Linked DNA regions of Rattus norvegicus: region 2 is linked to region 1. The links are chromatin contacts, called in public Hi-C maps. All regions are on one chromosome and are shown on one strand. Each heading gives the region's core, a stretch centred on a gene start, on an enhancer-like site or on the middle of the called end of the contact. The rest is flanking DNA. Distances are from core to core; before and after follow the strand shown.

Evidence for each region. A called contact is a pair of places that touch in the nucleus more often than the background predicts.
Region 2: a Hi-C map of the A7r5 cell line shows a contact between it and region 1, with 2.8 times the contacts expected there. The contact joins two enhancer-like sites. A contact is called at or near these places in 2 of 12 Hi-C or Micro-C datasets (the A7r5 cell line and mammary epithelial cells).

What each region holds. Positions count from the first base shown.
Region 1 is chr4:30,100,557-30,106,963 of GRCr8, reverse strand. All of the region lies in intron 12 of Cdk14 (cyclin-dependent kinase 14), which reads right to left. Among named protein-coding and RNA genes, the nearest start is that of Speer4cl3, 53 kb to the right of the region's middle. Within about 2 kb of position 4,128, at least 7 of the 93 cell types and tissues checked have an H3K27ac peak or open chromatin away from gene starts, as enhancers often do. A contact at or near this core is called in the A7r5 cell line, where this site is marked.
Region 2 is chr4:30,501,589-30,508,278 of GRCr8, reverse strand. No RefSeq gene overlaps it. Among named protein-coding and RNA genes, the nearest start is that of Fzd1, 240 kb to the right of the region's middle. Within about 2 kb of position 1,543, at least 9 of the 93 cell types and tissues checked have an H3K27ac peak or open chromatin away from gene starts, as enhancers often do. A contact at or near this core is called in the A7r5 cell line, where this site is marked.

The sequences.
Region 1 (6,407 bases), core at 2,879-5,378:
TCCGTTTTATGGACAGATCAAGTGTGGACACCCAGGACCTTGAAGTCACCCGTTCTTTTTGTGCATTCAGAACACCATAGGGGAAAAATCTACTAGACATTTGAACCTGGTAGCAGTGATTTGTCTGTGAGTTTCTTTCAGTCTAATTGGGAAAACTGTCTGGAAGATGTGCTTCAGGATTTAGGATAAATCACAGTTTTTCATTAATTATGTACAATGCTATTTGTTAACATATCACTCTTAGGAAGGAACTGATGGGGGAGACTGGAATCCTGCTTCTGCACAAGGATTTATAAGGAAAACAAAATGGTGCTCAAGCAGCACACTGTGCTCCCCTGGGAAGGCTAAGGGCGTTTGAGCTGCCTGGGGACCTGTAGGGAAGCAGCAACCATGTTCCAGAAAAAAAAATGTTTACTGGGAAAGGCAAGGAGCACCGAGAAGCACAATGGGAAGTGACCAGGATATGTGGGGCTAGGGGTGTTAAGGCACTGGGTACTTTGCAGTCCAGTCTTTAACAGCAGAGCTCAGAGAGATTCGTGAGCTTCCTTCTGAAGGTCACGAGGTTCCCAGAGGATCTAAGGCCAGAGCTGGGCTGGAGGCCATCAATGATGATCTTGGCTCCAGGCAGTTTCTTGTCATTCATGCCCCAAAAAACGTGCATCCTTCTGTCTTCTCTGCTCACTCTTGGTTCCTATTAATGACAGTTGTTGACTACATCTTCTCAGGCGTGTGGAACCACCAGGCACACATGGCGGACACCCACATCAACATGGACAGCTTCCGTAACTGAACTCTCATTGTAAGTGGGAGACGAGCCCTGAGAAACTCCATTGGAGAGGCCCCCTAATGAGGAGGTCATCTCGTTTTACCACAGCCTATTAGGGTGGTGTAGGGGCCAGTGATGGCAAAGGATAGCACTGCTGTTTAAAATCATCTGTCTCCAGATTTTTCATCATTTTGAGGCAGAAAATTCACTAAATTCATAAACATTTCCTCATCAACAAAAGAAGTATGCAAAGTGGTAAGGAAAGGGATCAAATTATGGAGCTTTTAAATAATGCAGTTTAAAAACATCTGCGTTTCTGCTTATGCATGACATTAAAAAGTGGTAATTTTCAGCACTCTGGAGCTTGAATATGAATACATGTGTTCAGGTGGTGGAGCGAGAGGGCCTGTACTCGATTTAGGAAGTTCATTTGGAAAATAGAGCCGTCTCCTATGGCCTCTCCTATGTGGCGAGCAGGAAGCTGGCTTCTGCCATGTTTTCTGAGCAGAGCGAGGGGAGATCAAGGGGATCAGAACAACAGCAGAGAGGTGAATCCTTCAGGGAGTTCAAAAAGGGTAGAGAACTGTGCGTCTAACCCCTACCAGTTCCCAACAGAAGAGAGAGAGAGGCAGAGAACACAGGAAGGAGAAAGGAAGAGACACTGGCAATAGGCGAGCCTCTTAGGAGGGAACAGCATGGTGTCTGCAGCAGGAAGAGGTGGGGGAGGGACGTCTTCTTGATTCTCTTTGATACTCTTCCCCTGCAGATTTACTGCACTCTAGAGCTACTGCCTTCTCAGAGTGTTTATAAGTATATACATTATATATGTATACATATATGCTTGATATATGTATATATTATATACTTGATATATACTTATATGTGTATGTATACAGTGCATACATAATATATATGTGGTACACACACACGCACACACACATGCACACACTCGTGCGAGTGCACGCACACCACGCATATATACACCAAGGAAGATCTCCAGATATCTAGGTGTAAAATGCAATGTCTTTCAGACATCATTGGATAAGCCTGGTCCAAGTTTGATGAGTGAATACTTCACATAGAGATTCACGACTTTGTTGGTGAGTGCGGTAGCCACGAACTACATGTGACTCTTTACATATCGATCAAGTCAATTCAAATTAAGTTGAAGTTGAGCTCTCAAGGAAGCATACAGTCTAATGGTTCCAACCGTGGGTACTGCTGATGTCTGTATTAGACGTGTCAAGTCAAACTTGCAGTTATTACCAGGCTTCCTGAGCATAATCTCATTTAAAACTCTGTGCTAAGAACAGACAGCGATCCCTTCCTCATGCATAATTTTGAACGTATCTGCTCTGAAGCAGGCAAAGTGGATTATGTCTGAGCTAGCTAGGGCTGGGCTTGCCCTGTCTCACCCATGGCTCATGACAGCATAGGGAATCCTTTACCGCCATGGAAACAGGATGGCTTCCTAGGATACCCTGTTACTTACTAATTGCCTCAAGACTGTCAGGATGCTACTTTCCACTGTGGGTAGACTTTACCACTGACCAAGGCTATGGCCCTTACAGCAGAGAGAGAAAGCTGGTCTATATGTGATTTTTGCCTTCTGTAATTCAGTGCAGAGGAATGTGCTAGAGACACTCAGATCTCTGCCTCCCAGAAGTGTGAGATAACATTTTTAGACAACATGCTTGGTCCATTGGTACAGTGGTCAGAGAATACAGTGCCCACTGCATGTTGGCAGAAGCAGAACCGCCCTGTTGGAATCTGTTCAGGACACAGTTCAAAAGAGGCCTCTCCTGGCAGCCTACCTGCCCCTGGGAGCTCTGGGCTGCTTCAGAAACTGCTGCTGCGTTTTCCTCCTTAATGAGCTGCCCAGCAGAAGGATGGCATTAACCACACCAGAAGCCTGTGTACTTTTGGATGAAGAGGCCAAAACGTAATCCAAAGGATGAAAAACAATGACTGTTGCCAACTCCCAAGCCTGGCGCGCACTGCCAATTAGCAAGAGAGAAGGTGGCTATTTCCTGTCCATCAGAAGAACAAAACCTGTCACCTGACATACAGCCAACAGCATGGGGCCTGCCCTCAGCCACCACCAGGAACTGTTAATGACAATGGATTTTTGCTACCCTAAGTAAAGGGACAAGAAATCTGGCTATGACACAGAATAAAATAATGGTATGAGTCCCTCAGGGCAGTGAGAGCTGTGGAGTAGGTAAGGAGTCTGACTTGCAGGAAGTGAGTGGGCGACTGGCAGAGCTGTCCCTGGAACTTAGTTGTAAATGCAACATTCCTCTCACAACAGGACACTCCCCAATAACGCTACGAAGAAGGCATGGGCTGGAGGGCTGTGTTCAGAAACCCAAAGACATATTCTTTTTCTATGGAGGATTGAAATCAGGTTTCCGCTCACTCCTGCGCTTCCTGCTGAATGAGAGCCCAGACACAGGATGTCAGCGTTGGAAGATTCTGCCAAGAACAAATGGAACCTGGTTATTTCTAAGTATGTGACAATTCGACTCCTTTCACAAGACTCACAGGGATACTTCCCAAGCTGTAAATTTTCAATTGCATTGATCAGTCACCTCTCACCCTGTCTTCACATTGCTATTTCCGATTGATCAGTAATCGGAAAACCCTTCAGCTATTCCTTCGTCACGGAACGTGCCCCAGCTGTGCTTTCATACTCCCTAATTCCACCTGGTTCTGGAAGTTCTAGGCCACCTTTCGGGACCCACACAACACCTCTTATTTTTGACCCTCTCGCCTTTCTTCTCAGGACTCCCTGCCCGCAAACTCCTAGGTGCCAAGGGGTTTACTGTATCTGCCTAACGCACACCCGTACAATGCTTTAAGGAACCAAACTAACGATTCATTATTATGAAAACAAATGTCCCCAGGAACTGTTCTAGCTAGTGTTTGAGCAAGAAGGGGAGCTCTTGGGCCTTGAAACTATACCATTTATGTATGTCCAAGACCAAACGTGAGAGCTGTTTGCTCACACGTTGAAAGTGACATTTTCAAGGGAGCGGAGTGTGGTGAGGAACCACACTCCACATGTCCTTCTATTGCTGCATTCAAATATGCAGAAATGGGCACAGTCATCCTCAAATTATGAGAGGATGTGATTCCAAAATGTGGGCTTTAGACCTGATCATCCCACACCCTCCGAAAGCCAATCAATGATGCAGAGAATAATTTTCTTGAAAAATATTATGAAGGGAACTCTCCAGGCACCAAATAAATTAAAATCGCTACTTTGAAGTAAATAGAATTATGACAAAAGTCATCAACAGTGAACAAAATGCACAAGTGGAGGACTTTGAGAGCTAGCTGACTCAACTGCTCCCCCTAGTGTATAGACTGTGTTCTTACCTTTTTCACACTGCTATGCTGGCCAAGAAATGTCAAACTCTAACCTACTTAGTTCACAGCATATTGCTTTGTTAGGTAATTCTAAATCAACTTCGAACGTGGCAGAGTGGGGAAGATGATCTTTATGCTTCGTGAGAAGGTGCAGGTTTAAATCTTAATGATCCATGTCAGATACCCTAATGGCAAGAAAAACAGTAGAGTGCCTCTAACATAAATATACAAAGGGAAAGACCGTTCCTCCAAACATTACTTCCTACATCATGCTTTAATGCACTTATAGTACAACTGTTTAGCAGGTCATCTTTAAAATGCGTTCTGGAGGTTAAACGTCAAATTGGATAAAATATTCAAGGAAAGCTCAAAACCACAAAATTTGGCTATTTCTAAAATTTCCAAATCAGGGCTTATGGCTCCGTTAGGATGTAGAAACACAGCAGGGAAATGTTTCCTTTTCTATTTTTTCATGCTCGAAGGTAGCCTCACCATGGCCTTGGTATTCACTGTGCATTTACAAATACCAACTATACACATTCTTAGGGAAAAATCCGGTTTGCTTAATGAGCACACGGATCGCTTGCAGGACCAGCACTTTAGGAGAAGGGCTGGGAGAGCCTGGCCTGACCCCATTCAATGTGCGTGGGCCTTGTTTGCCCAGCCATGAGCTGTATTTTCCAGATGTGTCTTCTTTGACTTAGTGGTTTATCCTTAGTTCTCATTTCAAAACTTTCAAAGCTCCCAACGTGCTCAGCTGTTAAGAAGTTCCAAAGCAAGCAAAAGCAAGCAAATATGTTCTTGGAATCTCACCCTTCGCTTTGCTGGAGAATGTATACTAAGGATTCTTCTCCAGCCAGAATCATAAAAGATCTTTTAAGTGGCTCAAATTCTTGGTGGATTGCACATACATGCTAATGTCAGACAACTAAAAATAGGGAGATTTACAAGAGAAATAGCACGAGTCTTCATACTCCAGCGAAATAAAATGGCCTATTTAGAGGCAGTTAAAACACAGGACATATGTTTATGAAATTCAGATTTATCTCCATTTAGCCCCTGATCCCCTTTATGCGGGAAAAGCTTCCTGGATCATGCATTGTTAGTGTGAGGGAACAAGGGGGCTTACTTTAATGGTGATCATTATTCTTAAACCAATATTATTTTTCTTTATATCAGGCTTTTCAGTTTGGATATTTATTCCATCTCTTTCTATCTTCTTCTATCACTACTCTGTTATTATAGAATATATATATGTATATATATATATATATATATATATATATATATCAGAAGGTAAAATCATGCTCGTGGTTACTGATATAATTAAGATCAGCTGAGTTTTCCTGCTGGCATGAGCTAGAGCAGATGCAGTTCCCAAGTAGACTGGATGATTTGATAACCACTTAGATTGAAGGTTCTCTAGCTTGAGAACCCCCCATACTCTTTGACAGGCTAACACCCCCAGTAGCTTCCACAGCTTGGATAATGCTGCTTTTAAAGAGATTATTACTTAATTTTGAGCTTTAACTTTTAAAAATATCATTACTTAATTTTGTACCTCCATTAACGGCAACCTATTTTGGGGGTTAGCTCATCATCACATATACGCCAAATAAACTGAATTGTAGGAAACTATTTTGAATCCATTACTACAATGTAAGAGAATTCAGCAACTGCTTCAGTTTATTAACTTCTACAAATTAAAAAAAAACTACAAGGTATAAATGGTCATTATCTGCAAAATGCACTGTACAAAGTGATTGGATTTCAGAGTTTTATTAAAATGCACCATTACTTGACCCTATACACCTCCATTATCCTTTACTGTCTTACCCAGACAGTACAGTCCTCTCTTCTTCCTCAAGAGTCCCACTTCCATGCCATTCACACGCTCATGTGCATGTATAAAATCTAGATTCTGTACATAACAGAAAACACACCATATTGGTATTTCTGATTTTAGCATATTTTGTTTAGTTTGATGGTTTCCAGTCCACCCATCTTCCTGCAACAGGACTAAGACAGAATGCAGCCTCAGAGGGTGTGCCTGCTGGGAATGGACATTTTACCTGGTGAAAACAACGAACGTAAGATGCAGCTATACTGCCCCTGGGAAGACATCAGTAGCATCTATATCAGCTCACTCTAGAGATACTCAGCTGAGATTAGCATAGCATGGTCATAATAGCTAATTTAAACTGACCTTGGTGTCCATCAACATGTGGAGAGAAAGAAAAGGTCGGTATGCAAATAGAATGGAGCTTTA
Region 2 (6,690 bases), core at 294-2,793, 400 kb before region 1:
GATGCAGGAGGTCTGAGCCCTCAGTGTGCTGGTTTAAGCCACATTTTGGAACTAGTGGCCAGACAAGGCTCTGTGTGTTCCCCGAGGGAACATCCCCAGGCCTGAGGCTTTAAGAGTTTCCAACTGGTAGAGAAACCCATATATAAGCCAGGCACTTAGGAGACTCAATAAATCCTTACTGATTAACTCCAGACCACTGCTCCCTGCCCAGTCTGAGATATAAATTTTCCTTAAAATTCATTTGGAAGATGGGGGTGCGATTGGAAGGATTTTAAAAATGCAAGTCTTTCTAAATCCAGGTTTGTCGGATTTTACCATGAATTATACCAGAAATGACTTTTACTGGTTCTTGTTGGAGTAGCACTTGTTTGTATAGTACACAGGGCAGCAATTATTAACCCTAAAGTGATGGAATGGCAGGAGACAGAAAGAGAAATCACCGGGAAAAGTGACTCGTGTTCACGTAGTTAAATTTAGAATGCGTGAGTTAAACACGGCTTATGGAGAATTGTCTGAGTATAACAGAAATATGAATTATAGTCTGTAAAAGAACCAAATACTTTTATCATGATGTGCTTGATGCCATAATAAATAAACCCTGCACCTTTTACAGGAAACCGTTTCCTTCTGTGTGATTAGCATTGTGACTCTTGCTAGTTAACAGAATGGAGATGTGACGGTTTAGCGACTCCGCTTTTCTGTAGGGAGTACAGTTGAGGTCTTGCTATCTTTCCCGTGTACTCGCCGATGACACCCTGAAAAATCACCCTGAAAAATGGCTGATTAGGAAAGGAGAGGGGAAGGTTGTCTTTTTCTGATACACATAGTTTTGCTCATATTCTACTGGCCGGGCGCTCATCACAGGGCCTCACCCAAATGGTCATGGCGCTGTGGTTATGGTCACGTGGCCCCATGCGGAAGCCAGGGCCTGACCCAAACTCTCCGAACCCTCTGTTTGTTAGGCAAGTGTTCCATATGAAGAATCGGGAACAAGGAAGCAACAGAATCGAGTTTTTTAAGGTCGTTTTTTGAGTTCTGACTGGCACTCTCTTACTGGATGACTTAGTCTCTTTGATCAACAGTTTTCTCATCTAAAAAGTCAAGTTTGTAATAATAACTTATAGGATTGCAGCAGGGACTAAATATAGCACTAACTATGAGCTTCTTTATTAAACAAGGGGAGGAAGAGATGGTGCTCCCCCTGCCTTGGATAAGCAGAGCTGAGGCAGGCTTGCTTTCTTTCTTTCTTTTTTTCTTTCTTTCTTTCTTTCTTTCTTTCTTTCTTTATTTATTTATTTATTTATTTATTTTTAATAGATTTGCTACATGCTTTTGAAGCCTACTTTTAAATTATTGTTAGAGACTGCATGACTAGAGAACACGTGTGGTTCTTAAACTAAGATTATATTTCTTAATGATTGCACGGGGGAAAAAGCTCACAGAGTTTTAAAACTGCAATTTGGCAATGGGGTTTGGTGTAATGGATAGAAAGCCTGGTTTCTAACGGCAGCCTCTGACGTTGGCCAGTCGGCTGACCACAATCTGGTCACTTCATCTGTCTGGGTTCTGATTTCTTCAGAGACAGAGGGAGTTGTTAAGCTAAATGGTCCTTTCTTGATCGTGAATGAGATATTGTGAGGAGAAGCTCGGCTAAAGGACTCACCCACATTATCGGATTAAAATCAAGATCAGGGCACTGGAGAAGTGGCACCCAACCCATCTAAATTTAGAGTAACGTCTTTTCCCAGTTTAAGAGGAAAGCATCCATTTTCTGACTTCTACAGGAGAAGCTTTATCTGCATGTATATAAATCAAGTGCCTTAATACTTTTGTGTTGAATCATTTGCCTCAAGACCTTTCCCCGAGCATCTTTTTATGTTTCCTTCTTGAACTAATATAAGCATGTGCACTGAACAAGCCACAGATACGGCTGAACAGAGGTTATTCAGTGACTAAGTGACTATTGGACTGTGACAGAAAGGTCTGCCCCTGTGTAAACCGGATCTAGAGATTTAGAAGAAAGATTGAAGCCAGACAGACTTGTGATTGAAGGAACACCTCTTATCACTCGCTTGAGTTTCATTTCTTCTGCAGAGTCTCATGTGCAAACAAAAGCTTTGGGTTCAGGGGTTAAATAATGTGAGAGACTATTCCCCAAACCCAGCAGACGCTGAGCAAATGGTTGATGAGTACATAGGGCTGCTAGTAATTCCTGGAGCCCTTGGCTTTTTTGTACTGTTAACCACAAACATGTAATTGTTCAAGCATGTCGTGAAATACATAATTATCCCTATTAAATCATCAAGATGGCTGTGGTTCAGTCTCTGATCTTCTGTTTTCTCAATCTGTTAAATGAGGACAGTGTTTTAGTGTTGCTGTTTTTTTTTTTTTCTTTTAATTTGGTGCAGTGGTACATAGTGTTGTGTGCAAACTGCCTGCAGAGGGTCTCTGTGTGTACCAATAAATGGCAGGACTGAACTGCTTTTCTTATCTAGGTTTGATGCCCTTCTTTGTGCTTTGTGCAGCACGCTGAGTCGTGGAGATTAAAAGCGTTTTAAGAAACGGTCCTTACCGTGAGGAGTATGGGGCCTAGCTGAAGTGTAGGGCGTGTTAATGGCAGTAGGAACTGGCTGGTGTGGTTATAAGTACTGTCCGAGCCAGTAGAACGGAGGAGGCCCTTGCTTCCGTCACAGGCAACGGGTTTTCTGGCAGCAGCTTCATCGTGCACTCATCATATTTAAAGTGGAATCATTATTAAATCTGCATTTGTAGATGGCTCTTTTATTTGTGAAAGGAATGTTTGGTTGTTTTGTGGCAGTCGTCTGATAACAATGGGAACCCATCAAATTCTCCAGTTTTACAAGTGTGAGAGCCGAGAGACGAGAAGTCGGATGTGTTTGTGAGGTTATTCGTGCCAGGTTCTGCAGAGGGGAGATCAGAAATCAGACATATTGATAATTATGCTAATGCTCATCTCTCTGCGTTCAGGGAGGGTTCGAGGGAGTAAGATTCACTGGAGAGTGGAAGTCTTGTTGTTCTGCCTCTTAAAATTCAGTCCGTTTATTCTAAGAGATTGATGGCTCAAATGAACATTGGAAAGTGTCTCTACTTTTCATCTCCTTCAAATCATGCCAGGAAAGGCCTCCAGCACACTCCACTCGAGCTTACCTTTTCTAAAGTTTCTTGCTCCCTGGGTGATGGTAGTCACGGAATCATTCCTTGTTAACACACAGATGACTCCAGAAATTTCTGCACTTCAAAGTGAATATTTTATTCACCTGAGTGTTTAGCTGTGTCTATGTGCTCTCATTATCAGATTTAATTGAATAATTCAACAAGGAAATGTGCCCGGTACATACGTTATACAGATGTGTTTGCCAAACTTATCTTGGCTTACAGGAGAGAACAATTCTCTGACGTCCTGGGTTATTTAGAGAGACCGAGGCAGATGTCAACATACTTGCGGAAATGTGTGAAGACTGAAATATGTCCCTAGTTTACTCTTCCTTCCCACCTTGTTCTGCAGCTGCATCAGTGAACTGGTGGCCATGAACAGGTGCATTTATTCTCCTATTGGATGGCATTTTTTTTTTTGCCACAGTAAAGTCTAAGTAAGTCTATACCTTGGTTATTCTCCAAGGTATAAGGTATATTGGAAGGCCTTGGATATGTGACCAACTTGCTAGGTTCCAGACCTACTGACAGAAAGCGACTAAAATCCGACATACTATGGACATCTCAAATTAATGTTTCCCTCCAAATTAGTGTATTGGAATTTTAAATTCCAAGGTGCCAACACCAAGGCATGGAGCTTTTGGGGAGTGATTAAGTCATGTGAGTCAGTCTCTTGGCAACGGGCTCAATTCCTTCCTGAATGAGAGTTCAGAGAGTTTCCTGGCCTTTTTGTTTCTTCTGTCATGTGGGGACAGGGTTTTCTTTCTGCCATGAAATAAGAATGTCTCCTTTAAGCAAGAGACACGGAACATAGCAATGCTGTGATCTTGGACTTCTGTCTCTAAGACAGGAGAAATAATTTTTTGGTTGTTTATGAATTATCCAGTGTATAGGATTTTGGTACAGAAATAGACAAGAGCAAAGACACAGAAATATTTTCATTGCATTCAGCTGTGATTACAAAAACAAATTGACTACATTATTTTTCTTTGATAATACAGATACCTGACTAAGTCAGACAATTAGACACATAGTTTGAGTTAAGCCACTATTGACAGCCTTGTAAAATATAGAGTGTGTCAGAGAGCAACTTATTGCAAGATTCTGGTGAAAAGAACTGGGTTTCCATAGTCTAAAGTCCTCCTTCACCTATGCACAACAAAGCTTGCTGCACCTGTTAGTGACATGCATGACTTAATGGGCAGAGGTGCTTGCCACCAAGTCTGAGTTTAAGCTTTGGGACCCACTCTGTAGAAGAAGAGAGCCTACTCCTGCTAGTTGTCCTCCTACTACCACACATATGTAGTATCATGATCCCCACACTCACACATATAAATAAAGGTGATATTTAAAAAAAAAATCAGAACTTAGGATTGTGACATTTTATTATGAGGTTTTTTTTTTTCTTAAAAAGAGCTTATAATAAAACAGAAAGTAATTTCTTAAGCCTGTCGGAAGAAGTGACTACCATATGATCATTTAAGTAGGAGATCAAACCAAGACTACAAGGTACTCACTAACGATTTTCTCCCAAAGATCCTATCATTCCCTGATACCGTCTTTCTTTATTTTTGACTGAAAAAGAGACACAGACAGATGTACTTTTCTTCAGGCCTAGTAGACAGGAGATAGCTTAAGTTCGTTCATGCCGTCTATCTTCAGATCAGTACCTTGGTTGTCCTTGTGCCTTCAAGCCCCATGCTAATTATTCTACCTGGGAAGGATGAGAAACGAAATTGCATCATAAAAATGGGAATGCTGTCAGAGAGCAAAGACAAAAGGGGAGCAGCTCATTTAAACTCTTAGAATGCCAATGGCCTTGTTGTACGATTCTTAACATATTTGTTTTAGGAATAACATGAATGATTGATAGTCGGAGAGAGAAAGCCTTGAGCTTCCCAGAGGTTCAGGTGTATGGTTAGGACCACACTGATTTTCTCTCTCAGCTGTTAAGCTCCTGGACAATTAGATAAGCTTCTATATTGGTTGAAGAATCCAGTTCAATAAAAAAATTTTTCAATAAAAAAATTTCAGTTTGGTGTTTTCTCCTGTGAAGGGTAATTGAACAGTAAAGCTAATTAGATAGTCTCTCTGTGTTTGGACTTTACAGTCAATGAGATACAATTACCAGTGAACATTTTCTAGTCTTACTTGTCAGCACTCATGTTCACAGACACTGGCCTCATATAACGCATGCCGAGTGTTTGCACATATTTTATTTCACCTTTAACTCTGATCACATACTTCTGAATTTAATTCTGAAATTGATGAGATCATTTATAGCAATTCTCAATGAAAGGAAGCCTGTTTCCTAAGCCCAAAGTCCAATGCCTTTCGGGAGACTTTCCGAAGAAAGGCATTAAGAAAATGAAAAATGATATTTCAAGTTGATTTAAAAACATATAACAATCATGGATATTTTGCAGTTGATAACATAACTGAAAACATTAATAAGTAGAAATCAAAACTAGGTAAAGTGGATGTCATCAGGATAAAACGGAAATCAGTGACTGGGGCAGTCACTGGCTCAGCCAGTAAGATGGCCGCTGCACAAGTGCCCTGATTTGCCTACCCATCTCGCAGCCACACCTGTGTTGCCTTGGTGGCTGGACTTTGCTCCCAGATTTCCTGCTCTGCAGGGAATCCTTTGAAACACACATTCCCAAAGCTCCATTAGTCTAGTGAGTGCAAGTCTATGGGGTATATTTGAAGAAGTATTTCTGTGATGAGCCCAGCCTAATAAGAAGGGATAAAGAGAAGGAAAAGTTTGCAGCCCTGCAGCCATTCTCCATATGGCAGGAGCCTGAATCTCTATTGGAATTCGGAGAAAGCAAGTTCTGCTTTGAAAGGTTTCTAGGTTCTCCACCTGAGGGGCAAAGCCAGGAATTTCTCTCGAGGGAAGGACATTATAGATTGTCCTTTTCCTTTTCCTTGGATTCTATATGCAATTTCATGTTACCGTTTGACATAAGGTAGACCTAAACTACAGTTCATACACATAAAAGATTGTGGCTAGTGGCCCAAGAAAACCAAGAAGACACAATTCCCATATAACAACAGGGAAAGGTACATAACATGGTTAGCTGTTGAGGTGGACTGACGAGCCGGCATACTGATTAGGGGTTTAAGAGAAGGATGAGGTCACGTTCTTGAGAACAAAGCCAGTGGGAAACAGGATACAGGCCCCAGAAATGTCAAGGGCCACATGAAACATGACTTTGTCTGAGAAATGTAAGCGGTCTTGCAAATGTATTTAAGGTATATTGCTTTTTCTTTGTATCATCGTGAGAGTGCACAGGTGCATGCATGCATGTTTAATTTGCATTTTTCGATACTCAATGAGTCATGGGGACAATGCTGCCAGCACAATGTTCTCTGCCCTGTGGGATGGAGTAGAACAGTCCTCAAGTATATTCCTTTTATAAAGAAGATTCTTATTTCATTCGCAGGTCAGAAAACAACACACAACAACACAACTGCCTATGATTTTTTTTCATTGCCATTTAAGTCTGCCCT